2 separate regions of the Mus musculus genome follow, and region 1 is linked to region 2. A link is a contact called in public HiChIP or PLAC-seq data. All regions are on one chromosome and are shown on one strand. Each heading gives the region's core, a stretch centred on a gene start, on an enhancer-like site or on the middle of the called end of the contact. The rest is flanking DNA. Distances are from core to core; before and after follow the strand shown.

Region 1 (5,076 bases), core at 2,391-4,890, 83 kb after region 2:
TGCCCCCTTCCAGGAATCCTTTCAAGTTTTCCTGAATTGATAACTAGCCATTTCCAAATCCCGACTCAGGCACTCTGATCACACTTCTACCACAGCACTTAAATGACAGTATTCTTCTATTGTATTAATATTAGTTTCCTACTTTGTCTTAGATGTGCAAAACATGTTATAGTGTATTAAACTGTTGTTCAAATGTCAAGACACTGTATTTCACTACAACTAAAAACAAATGTCCCTAAAGCCCTTGGTCATGTACCAATAGATTTCCCTCTTAGACCAGTAACTACTTCAGTTTGCATAATCTGCATAATCTCAGTGCACAGATTGTAATGCTGTTAATAAATACTTGCTGGAGGAAAGAATATATGTTCATGAAATGCTTCACAATAAGAACCTATGACTGCCACTGTTTTTAAGACTAATAGACTTTTCTTTTCAAACTTATTTGATTAAGTAGCTCCTCCTTAGGCAGGTATGCAAAGTAACATTTAAATAATTTAACAAACCTCCAGGATGGTTAGCAGGACTATCAAATTACACTTTTACTTAGCTTCCAGGATAGGGAACTATTAACACTACACCAAGTTAATGAGACTTAATGGCAGAAAGAAGTACATAAAAGAAAGATTACCCAAGCCATTTAAAATGTTTTAAATAAAGAAAAAAAAGAAAAAGAAATCAAAGTGCTGATTCAATTAACAAAATAAAAACAGCCAAATTATCTAGAGTGAAGATATTCTTCTAAGGATCTCTTGCACAAAGTTTTCTGTATACAAACATTAAAACCTTTCATACAGGGGTCACTCTTCTGAGGACATCAATCATTCAGACCATGGTACAGCAAAGAGCACAAGAACAAAAATTATCTGTCATGGAATCTGTGGGCTTTGTACTTGGCAATAGATACACCATTTCAAGGGGACAAAAAAAAAAAAAAAAAAAAAAAAAAAAAAAAAAGGCAAGGGATAATACAGCATCAGGACCCACTCCCAGTCTGACAGCAGCAGTAAGTGATAGCTGATAACAGAAAGGGAACCCAGACAAAGCATATCAAGAAGAATGGTACTTCTGTCTCCATTTTAGTACTTCAGGCCACTAGGCAAAGACCAGGATGAACTGCAAACAAAATAGTTCTGTCTGTATACCTCAAAAAATGGTACTGTTGGCTCTGCTACAGATTCACACGTAAAAATTTTGGACACTCTGCTACCACATACATACATACATACATACATACATACATACATACATACATACATGGCATATCCAATAACTTCTGAAGATAGAGCAAGGTTTGCAAAATGCTTATTTTAGCCCCTAGCTTTTATGAAGTTCTGGTTATTAATATTGTAGAGTAACTCAGAAAAATTTTGTAAAAAAATAAGCACTAACTCATATACTGTCAAAAATAAGGAAACAATAGTACCCATGGTTATGTGTCTTGGCAATTTTCAGGTGTGCTCTGGAAATTGAAAATTAATTAATCAATAAACTTGCATTATTTGATATTCAGGTCTATAAATTATTTTGAAAAGGTGTCTGAGAATTGATGGTAAGTTTTACAGCAATAGTTAAGTGATAACTAAACTCACATCTGCTCACAGGTACCTTGAAATGCCCCAATTTAAATAATAGAAATCTGAACTACAAAGCAACTCTTATCAAAGTTAGATCTTACAAAATCTTCTCTTAAATATATTTACTGAATTTGTTTACTATAACAGGTGTTCTAAGTCTCAGTATAAACACAAAACTATAAAGCATGGACTCCAAGAGTTCCATTCTCTCCAGTAGAAAAAGGCCAGGTTTTGTTAGTGCAGTTGTTCAAATGAGCCTAACAAAGCCGGGCTGTGGTTCTAAATGTCCAGACACTGTTTCACTATAGTTTAAAAGGGTTCCTATAGCGACAGATCAGACAACACTAGACTTGCACTTAACCTTGCCAGTGGCAGGTAAATCAGGCAATGCTGACCTAGTCACCATCTAGGAGAATTAAGAGTTGCTGAGCAGACATGGTCACTGGAAGGCCTCAAGCAAAGAAGAAACTGTTTCTTCTTCAGGGAAAATTAAACTAATTTGATTAACAAGAGTTCTGTTCTTACCACAAGCTTAAGTGTGATTTTTTTTTCAAAAAAAAAAAAAAACAAACAAAACAAAACAAAACGGCTAGGGACAATGCGTGACCCTTAATGCTATTAGAATCCTGATTATGCAAGACTTTCTAGACTGTCTCTAACGAATGTCCTTTTTAATCTAGGCTCATGGGTTAGTAAGCCTGCATTCAAGTGGGTATTTGTTTGGGGGAGGGGGGGAATGTGGCATTATAGATTGAAACAAGGGCATATTTGGCATCTAGCCAAATTGCAGCACATTCCTGTCATAAATTTAAACAAAGTTGTACAATTTGACAGCCTAAGATGATCCATTCCCGCCCTGCGCCCACCCCACCCCCCAAACTTAACTGTTTTTCTTGGAATCTTTTAATAGGGCAGACAGCCTTATGAAATATAAGTCTGTGCCCTGTCTTGACACTGTGTCACAACGGTGGAGGCTCAACAAAGGGTCAGGGTTTCAAAAGTCACCCCTGCCTTCCCTTGTGCTAATTCCTCCCGCAACAGAAGAGTTTCCATCTTTTCTTGAGTTTGGGAGACGCAGAGCACTGCGGTCCCTCCACATGCCCTTCAGAGCTCTAAAAGATGTTGCGCGCCTGGGTACCGCATCTGGGTACTGGGGGAAGCGGTGATCCTGTCCCTAAGTGCTGCAGAGTGGCATGTCCTCGGTATCCAACTTTTGAAACCCTCAAAGCCAATGCCCCGGAGCGCACAGGTCAGGTGCTGACCGGAGACACCTCCGAGCGTCCTTTTTGCCCGGACGCACTGCACCCTGGAGCGCTCAGCGCCGCGCTCACCGCCTGCAAGCCCGCAGCGCCCATCCCGGGCCGCGCCGCTCCTTAGCAGCAGGCGACCGCCCCGCGCGGCCCCCGGCCCGCCAACCCGCCAGCCTCTCCCCTCCTCACCCGGCCCCGCACTCCGGTCCGCCTTGCCCGGGCCACGAGCGACAGTGCTGTCTTCTGTCCACGACTGCGGTCACCGAAAGGTCCCGGGTGCAGGTCCCGGGTGCTCGCGCAGCCGGGGACAGTCCCTTCCCTGCGCAGCCCTCAGGCACTTTCAGACAGAAGGCGGCGAGCCGGAGAGTTCCAGGCGGCCGCCGCAGCCGCCCATCCCTGCCTCAGTCAAGTGCAAGGTCCCGCGTCGGGACCGACGGGCGCCCCCTTGATTCGCTCCCGCCGCAGGGTGACAAGACCGAACTCTCCACAGACCCCAACGCCGGGCGCCTCAGAGGGCGCCGGCGCTCCCTCACCTCGGACAGAGAACAACTGTGCATCCCGGAGCAGCTCCATTCCCCGTCCCCCCACCCCGGCTGCGGGCGCCCGCCGCTTACCGCGTCCTTCGGCTGCCGCGCGGGAGTTGGAGAGCGCCTCTGCCGCCGGACGGGGTCTGTGGAGCGCGCGTCGTCGCCCTCGGAGGCTGGGCGTGAGGGAAGCTGCGGCGCGCCTGCCGGGCTTAAGACGGGCGCTCTAGGGCAGGCGATGCTCCGCGGTGCCCCCCCTCGGGGCCGCAGCGCGCCTGCTCCTCCGCCGGGCCCCGCGCGCCCCGCCCCCTCTCCCCCTCAGCGCGCCACTACTGAGCGGGAGCGCGCCCAGGCCCGCGCGCGCCCCCGGCTTCCCCCCCAACCCCACCCCCCACCCCGCCCGCCCCTCAAGCCGTCTCTCAAACCTCCCTGCCGCGCGCTGCCTCGGCCCAGGACACCGATGCGCACGCGCCTCGACGGCGGCCAGAGATGCTGCGAGGCTGCACCTGCCATCAAAGTCTCCGCTCCAGACGCGCCTGCGCCCAGCCTCCTCCTCCTCTGCTTCGTCCGCTGCTTTTTTTTTTTCCCCCCCTCAGGCACTGGAAAGGAGCGGAGCCTGTAGAGCGCCGCTCGCCCCTTCCACTTCCTGTCGGTTGGCCCGAGAGAGCCGCTCCGTGAGGAGAGCGGTAGGACTGGGGCACACGCCTGCGCACACGTGGAGAGCCCGGAAAACGCCGGCCAGGGGCGCCAGGAAAAAGCCAACCGGAGCTTCTTTTGAAAGGGCCGTTAAAGTTCTGTCTGCTTGGGTCCTAGCTTCCTTATTCTGACTGGAAGTACTCAAGATGGTGTCCAGGTCAAGAAACCAACTTTGCCCAAAGAGCTTGAGGCCTCCGGTACCCCAGACACCGGAAGCCAATCCATCCCTTTAAGTGTCAATGGCAAAGTTACAGTTTCAGAAAATAGGAAAAGTTCCTTTGCTTTTATTCGGAACCCGTTGGGCAGTCTATTCTATACCCACCCCACCCCACCCCCACACACACACCAAACATACATACATACATACATACATACATACATACATACATACATACACACACACACATATACATCATTCAGGTCAAGCCTAAAGTCCAGAATCTGAAAGGTCTCCATGCAAATTTTGTGTTTAAATGTTCAGAGATGAAAACAGGCTGCCATCAATGTTATTTCCTTGCTTCAACTTGAGAGTCACATTTGGGACTTGGACCTCAAAAAAACAAAACAAAACAAAACAAAAAACAAACAAAAAAAAAACCCGGAAATTTCTGTAATGATAAAGGAAAAATATACTCTATATTGTTGTTCTTTTTAAGTCTATTTAACAAATGTAGTGCCCAAAGGTCATACCTATTTCAAAGGAGATAATGCACTTTTCTTCTTTTGTAAGTTGAAATAAGGAGATTAATATAGTTTATTTATTTATTTAAATTGCACTAGAAAAGTGCAAACAAGTATCGAACATAACAGATAATAAAAGTATATGAGCTGATCATGCTGTAATTTTTTTGTAAAACTTGCAGATAATGAAAAACGCATTCAATAATATTTTGTGTAGTTATCTTTTTTTTTTTTTGTATCTACGATCTGGCTATTAGTTGCCTTATTTATCACAACTCAGCACTGCAAGGGCATTCCACAACTTAAGTTTAGTATGACCTTTCATAAATTAGAATTGAATTATGCTTT
Region 2 (4,762 bases), core at 516-3,015:
GTATTGTGCAGTGTATACAGTTATTGTGGGTTATTTATTGCCAGGCATTTGTAGTCCAGCACGTTTTCAATTCTTTATCTGAAGCTCTATCCCAATAATCCTCATTGGTATTCCAGAATCCCTTCTGGATCTTTCTTCTTGGATGACTTGATGATTCCACCATTCTAAACAATTGCAAAGAGGAATCTCAATCGTGAGTGATTTGGGCTCAGGAATCTAATGTACATGTTGTTATTTTGTTGTTGTAGATTACATTTTCACTGGTACTGTAATGAAGAAGACAAATGTACATAGAAGGAATACATTCACATTGGCACCATCATTCTCAGCAAGCAATAGATCATCAGCAGATATTAATGGAGGGGGACACATAAAAATAAAAACCAAAGAAATTGGTGATGATTTGAAAAAGTTCTGGAAAATAAGAAAAAAGGAGCTTCGGTGGCACAGATAAAATATAAGACTGGCACCAAGCAATAAAGAAAAGGCTCTTGACTCCTGTTTTGTTTGGTTTGGTTTGTATGTAGTCCTGAAGAATGAATGCACCCAGAGACTCAATCACACCAGTCAACTGTTTATCTCAAAGCTACTCTCTGTTTCAGGACTTGCTTTTAGATAGAGCCTTGCATTGGGTTTTTAATTCCTGCCAGAATTGCTTATGAATCCAGATAGTAGCTTGATCTCAGAGAAGGCTGGGCTGATCTAGGATCTGTCTTTTGACTTATGAGTTTGGCAAGACAGTAAAGGCAAGGTTTATGGGTAAAGACAATAGAATTGTTTAAGGAACAAGAGCCCTGATTGTCAAATAAGCAGGTCTTTTCGATTGAATTAAACAAGGGTTTGAGGAGTTGGTATCAATCAGGAGAGGCTGGAAAGATAGGAAGCTGATGTAGAGACTGAGATAGAGCATAGAACTTTTCAGAAATGAAGATTCTGACCTATGAGAAGTAGCAAATTTTGCATAAGGGTGATGGTCAAGAAGAAATAGAGGAAAGCTCAATTGCTTTGACAGCTCCAAGGAAACAAGACCATAATTTGAGCAAGGGGTGCTCAAACTGTTTAGAAGATCTTAAAAGACCCTAATTCAAACTCAATCATGATAAATCTTGGCCAAAGAACTGTCATCATAATAGAATCACTCACCTAGAATCTAACCATTTATTGCAAATTCTATAAAGCAGGCCTGGAAGGAAGTCAGGTGCTTTGTATTTAGGCGATTGTTACTTCTATTTTATTTGTTACTTTATTCCAGAGGATGAAAAAGAAGTTGACAAGCAGAGGATACTTTGATTTTTCTCTTACATAAACACACGTGTTTGAAACTTTTGGAGGGAGAATAAAGAATATAAAAAACACCGTCTTCTTGACAACCCTTTAAGTTACCTTTCATTGCTTAGGCATAAATCTAGTGGTTTTATCTTGGGTTAAGTTACCTGGGGTTGCTCCATTACACTAGCTTCCTAGCTCTACACCTAAAAGCTGCCAAAACTCTCATGTTAATGGAGTTTGGAGTTTATTATAGGATCAAACATAATTACAAATATCAAGATCTATACTTGGGAATTTCCATGGCTGCTCCATCTGTTATCCTAGCATCAACTTCTAGTATAAAAGCCTCTTTCATGTCCTCTCCAAACTATGTCAGAATCTAGAAAAAACAAAAAACAAAAAACCCCTTTCATTCCAAAGGAAGAAGTCCCATTGGCTCTGAGGATATAACAGGCTCAATGAGTTACAGACAACTGAATCCAGCATTGCAAAGGGGGCTACTTAGTAGGCATCTGAACCTAACATTTTCTTAGCTTTTATATCCCAGCTGGTGTTCTCCATCCACCAATGGAATCCTGAATCTGAGAGTCATGACATGATCAGTCAGATGCAGCCAGGCTTGCCTAACTGATGCTTTGCTTTGCACTAGGCTTCCCCAGTTGTGCTGAGGGTGTTTTCCCTGTTCTCCTCCTCCACTCTTTTGGGAAGCGTCTGAAGGTACCTGTGACGTAGAACTTGGGTTTGATGTTTGGATAAGTCGTCTGCTGAAAGAGATTAACAACAACAGAGCAATAACTGTGAAACCCAACCCAAACCTTATAGGAAGAAACAAATTGGAAAATGTGTGAAATTAGTTTTTAAAATAGTTAAGTATGGTTATATGTCCAATCCTATTGGTGTTTTCTGTATAGAAAGTCATTACTATGGTACTTTGTCTTCTACCAAAGATATTATGTAGAGGTTAATGCATTACCAATTACTTCCAGGAAGCTGCAATCTTTCATTTGAATGAATATATATATATATTATTGTGGTGGCACACACCTTTAATTCCAGCATTCAGAAGACTGATGCAGGTGGACCTCTGTGAGTTGGAGGCCAGCCTGGTCTAGAGAGTGTTCTAGGACAGCCAGGGCTACACAGAGAAATCTAGTCTTAAATTTTAAGAACACACATAAACATACATACACACACACACACACACACACACACACACACACACACACACACACACACAGAGAGAGAGAGAGAGAGAGAGAGAGAGAGAGAGAGAGAGAGAGAGAGAGAGAGAGTTTGTAGTCATGATATGAGTGTGGAGGTACCTGGGCATATGCATGTATATAGAAACTAGAGTACTATAGTGCTGTCCTTCCTTCCTTCCTTCCTTCCTTCCTTCCTTCCTTCCTTCCTTCCTTCCTTCCTTCCTTCCTTCCTTTTCCCTTTCTTTCTTTCTTTCTTTCTTTCTTTCTTTCTTTCTTTCTTTCTTTCTTTCTCTCTCTCTCTCTCCCTTTCTTTCTTTCTTTCTTTCTTTCTTTCTTTCTTTCTTTCTTTCTTTCTTTCTTTCTTTCTTTCTTTCTTTCTTATTAGATATTTTCTTTATATACATTTCAAATGCTATCCGGAAAGTCCCCTATACACTCCCTGTGCCCTGCTCCCCTACCCACCCACTCCCGCATCTTGGCCCTGGCATTCCCCTGTATTGGGGTATATAAAGTTTGCAATACCAAGAGGCCTCTCTTCCTAGTGATGGCTGACTAGGCCATCTTCTGCTACATATGCAGCTAGAGATATGAGCTCTGGGGGTACTGGTTAGTTCATATTGTTGTTCCACCTATAGGGTTGCAGAACCCTTCAGCTCCTTGGGTGTTTTCTCTAGCTCCTCCATTGGGGGCCCTGTGTTCCATCCAATAGATGACTGTGAGCATCCACTTCTGTATTTGCCAGGCACTGGCATAGCCTCATACATGACAGCTATAACAGCGTCCCTTCAGCAAAATCTTTCTGGCATTGTGCAATAGGGTTGGGTTTGGTGGCTGATTATGGGATGGATTCCTGGGTGTGGATACAGAAAATGTGGTACATTTACACAATGGAGTACTACTCAGCAATTAAAAACAATGGATTTATGAAATTCTTGGACAAATGGAGGTACCTGGAGGATATCATCCTTAGTGTGGCAACCCAATCACAAAAGAAGTCATTAGATATGCACTCACTGATAAGTGGATATTAGCCCAGAAACATAGAACACCCAAGATACAATTTGCAAAACACAAGAAAATCAAGAAGAGGGAAGACCAATGGGTGGATACATCATTCCTCCTTAGAATAGGGAACAAAATACCCATGAAAGGAGTTTCAGAGACAAAGTTTGGAGTTAGTTCTCTATTTTTACCTGTATGGGGTTTCTAAGGGTTGAACTCAAGTTATCAAGAGGTTTGTACAAGAGTGCCTTTACAAACTAAATCATCTCAGTGGCCTTGTTTTGATTTTTGAGTCAGGCTCTCTTTATTCAGTCCAGACTGGCTTTGGCTTGACCTTCAGCTATCAGTTTTCAAAGTGCTGAGTCTGTAGGTACCAAACAGGAGCCAGCATGATCTCCTAATGTCACTGTTATTCTTGAACCTGGTGGCTATCAATATTCCTAGGTATTTTATTATGGATATGTTAAATGGGGGAAAAGTTTCATAAATTTGGTTTTCTGTCTGGGAATATAACTCAGTTGGTAGATTATTTGCCTATCATGCAAGAGACCCTTTTCGGTTTCCAACTCTATAAAATTTTCGTAGTATTGGTACATACCTGTAATCATAGGTCTAAGGAGGCAGAGGCAGGGGATGAGAATTCAAGGTCCTTTTAAGTTACTTAATGTGTTTGAGGCCAGCCAGGGCTATGTGAGACATTAAAAAATTGCTTTTGTTGAAATGCTTACATTACCAAAATCTACTCTTCCATATACTCAAATGAAACAAGCAAACAAACCAAAAAACACCTCTTATCTTTTTTTTTTTTTTTGCACTAGCTAAGGTGCTATAGACAATATTATTTTTGCAGTTTTCATAAACCCAGAACAAGTAAATGTGTTATCTTTTGTTAATCCAGTGTAGATTGAGTAAACGACATTTATGCAAACTTAGCCTATAATTCAAGAAAGTCGATACCAACAGTCTTTAAACATTATATGACATATGACCAGGAATGGACATAGACACCAAAACTGAGTCTCCTAGGGAAAGTTACTGAGTAGCTTGTGTAAGGCTGAATGGTGAAGAAACAAAGCCAAAAGGCATGTTGAAGTCCATGAGAAAACTGGCTTTTGTCCTGGTGGAATGGTCACTTCCTCATCATCAGGCACTCTCCAGTCAGAGCAAACAACCTGCAGGTTCCAATGTGTAACACTCTTCCATAATTCAGTGACTTTGACTGCAGGGCATGCTATTCTAAGATCCCCTCCACCCTTTCAGCTTTGTGAATTTCCATGGTTTCTCCATGA

The links. HiChIP or PLAC-seq counts read pairs in DNA pulled down with a chosen protein or histone mark.
Region 1: an H3K27ac HiChIP or PLAC-seq map of oligodendrocyte precursor cells shows a contact between it and region 2, with 2.1 times the contacts expected there. The contact joins the promoter of Ugt8a here to the enhancer-like site in region 2. A contact is called at or near these places in 3 of 484 Hi-C or Micro-C datasets (brain, cortical glia and nephron progenitors), 2 of 115 datasets of contacts at active chromatin or transcription factors (neural progenitor cells and oligodendrocyte precursor cells) and 1 of 9 other capture datasets (pancreatic islet).

The regions. Positions count from the first base shown.
Region 1 is chr3:125,935,012-125,940,087 of GRCm38.p6, forward strand. Ugt8a (UDP galactosyltransferase 8A) reads right to left here and starts at 3,641. Exons shown (of 6, transcript NM_011674.5): 1 at 3,442-3,641.
Region 2 is chr3:125,854,121-125,858,882 of GRCm38.p6, forward strand. No RefSeq gene overlaps it. Among named protein-coding and RNA genes, the nearest start is that of Gm40145, 43 kb to the right of the region's middle. Within about 2 kb of position 1,766, at least 14 of the 459 cell types and tissues checked have an H3K27ac peak or open chromatin away from gene starts, as enhancers often do. A contact at or near this core is called in oligodendrocyte precursor cells, where this site is marked.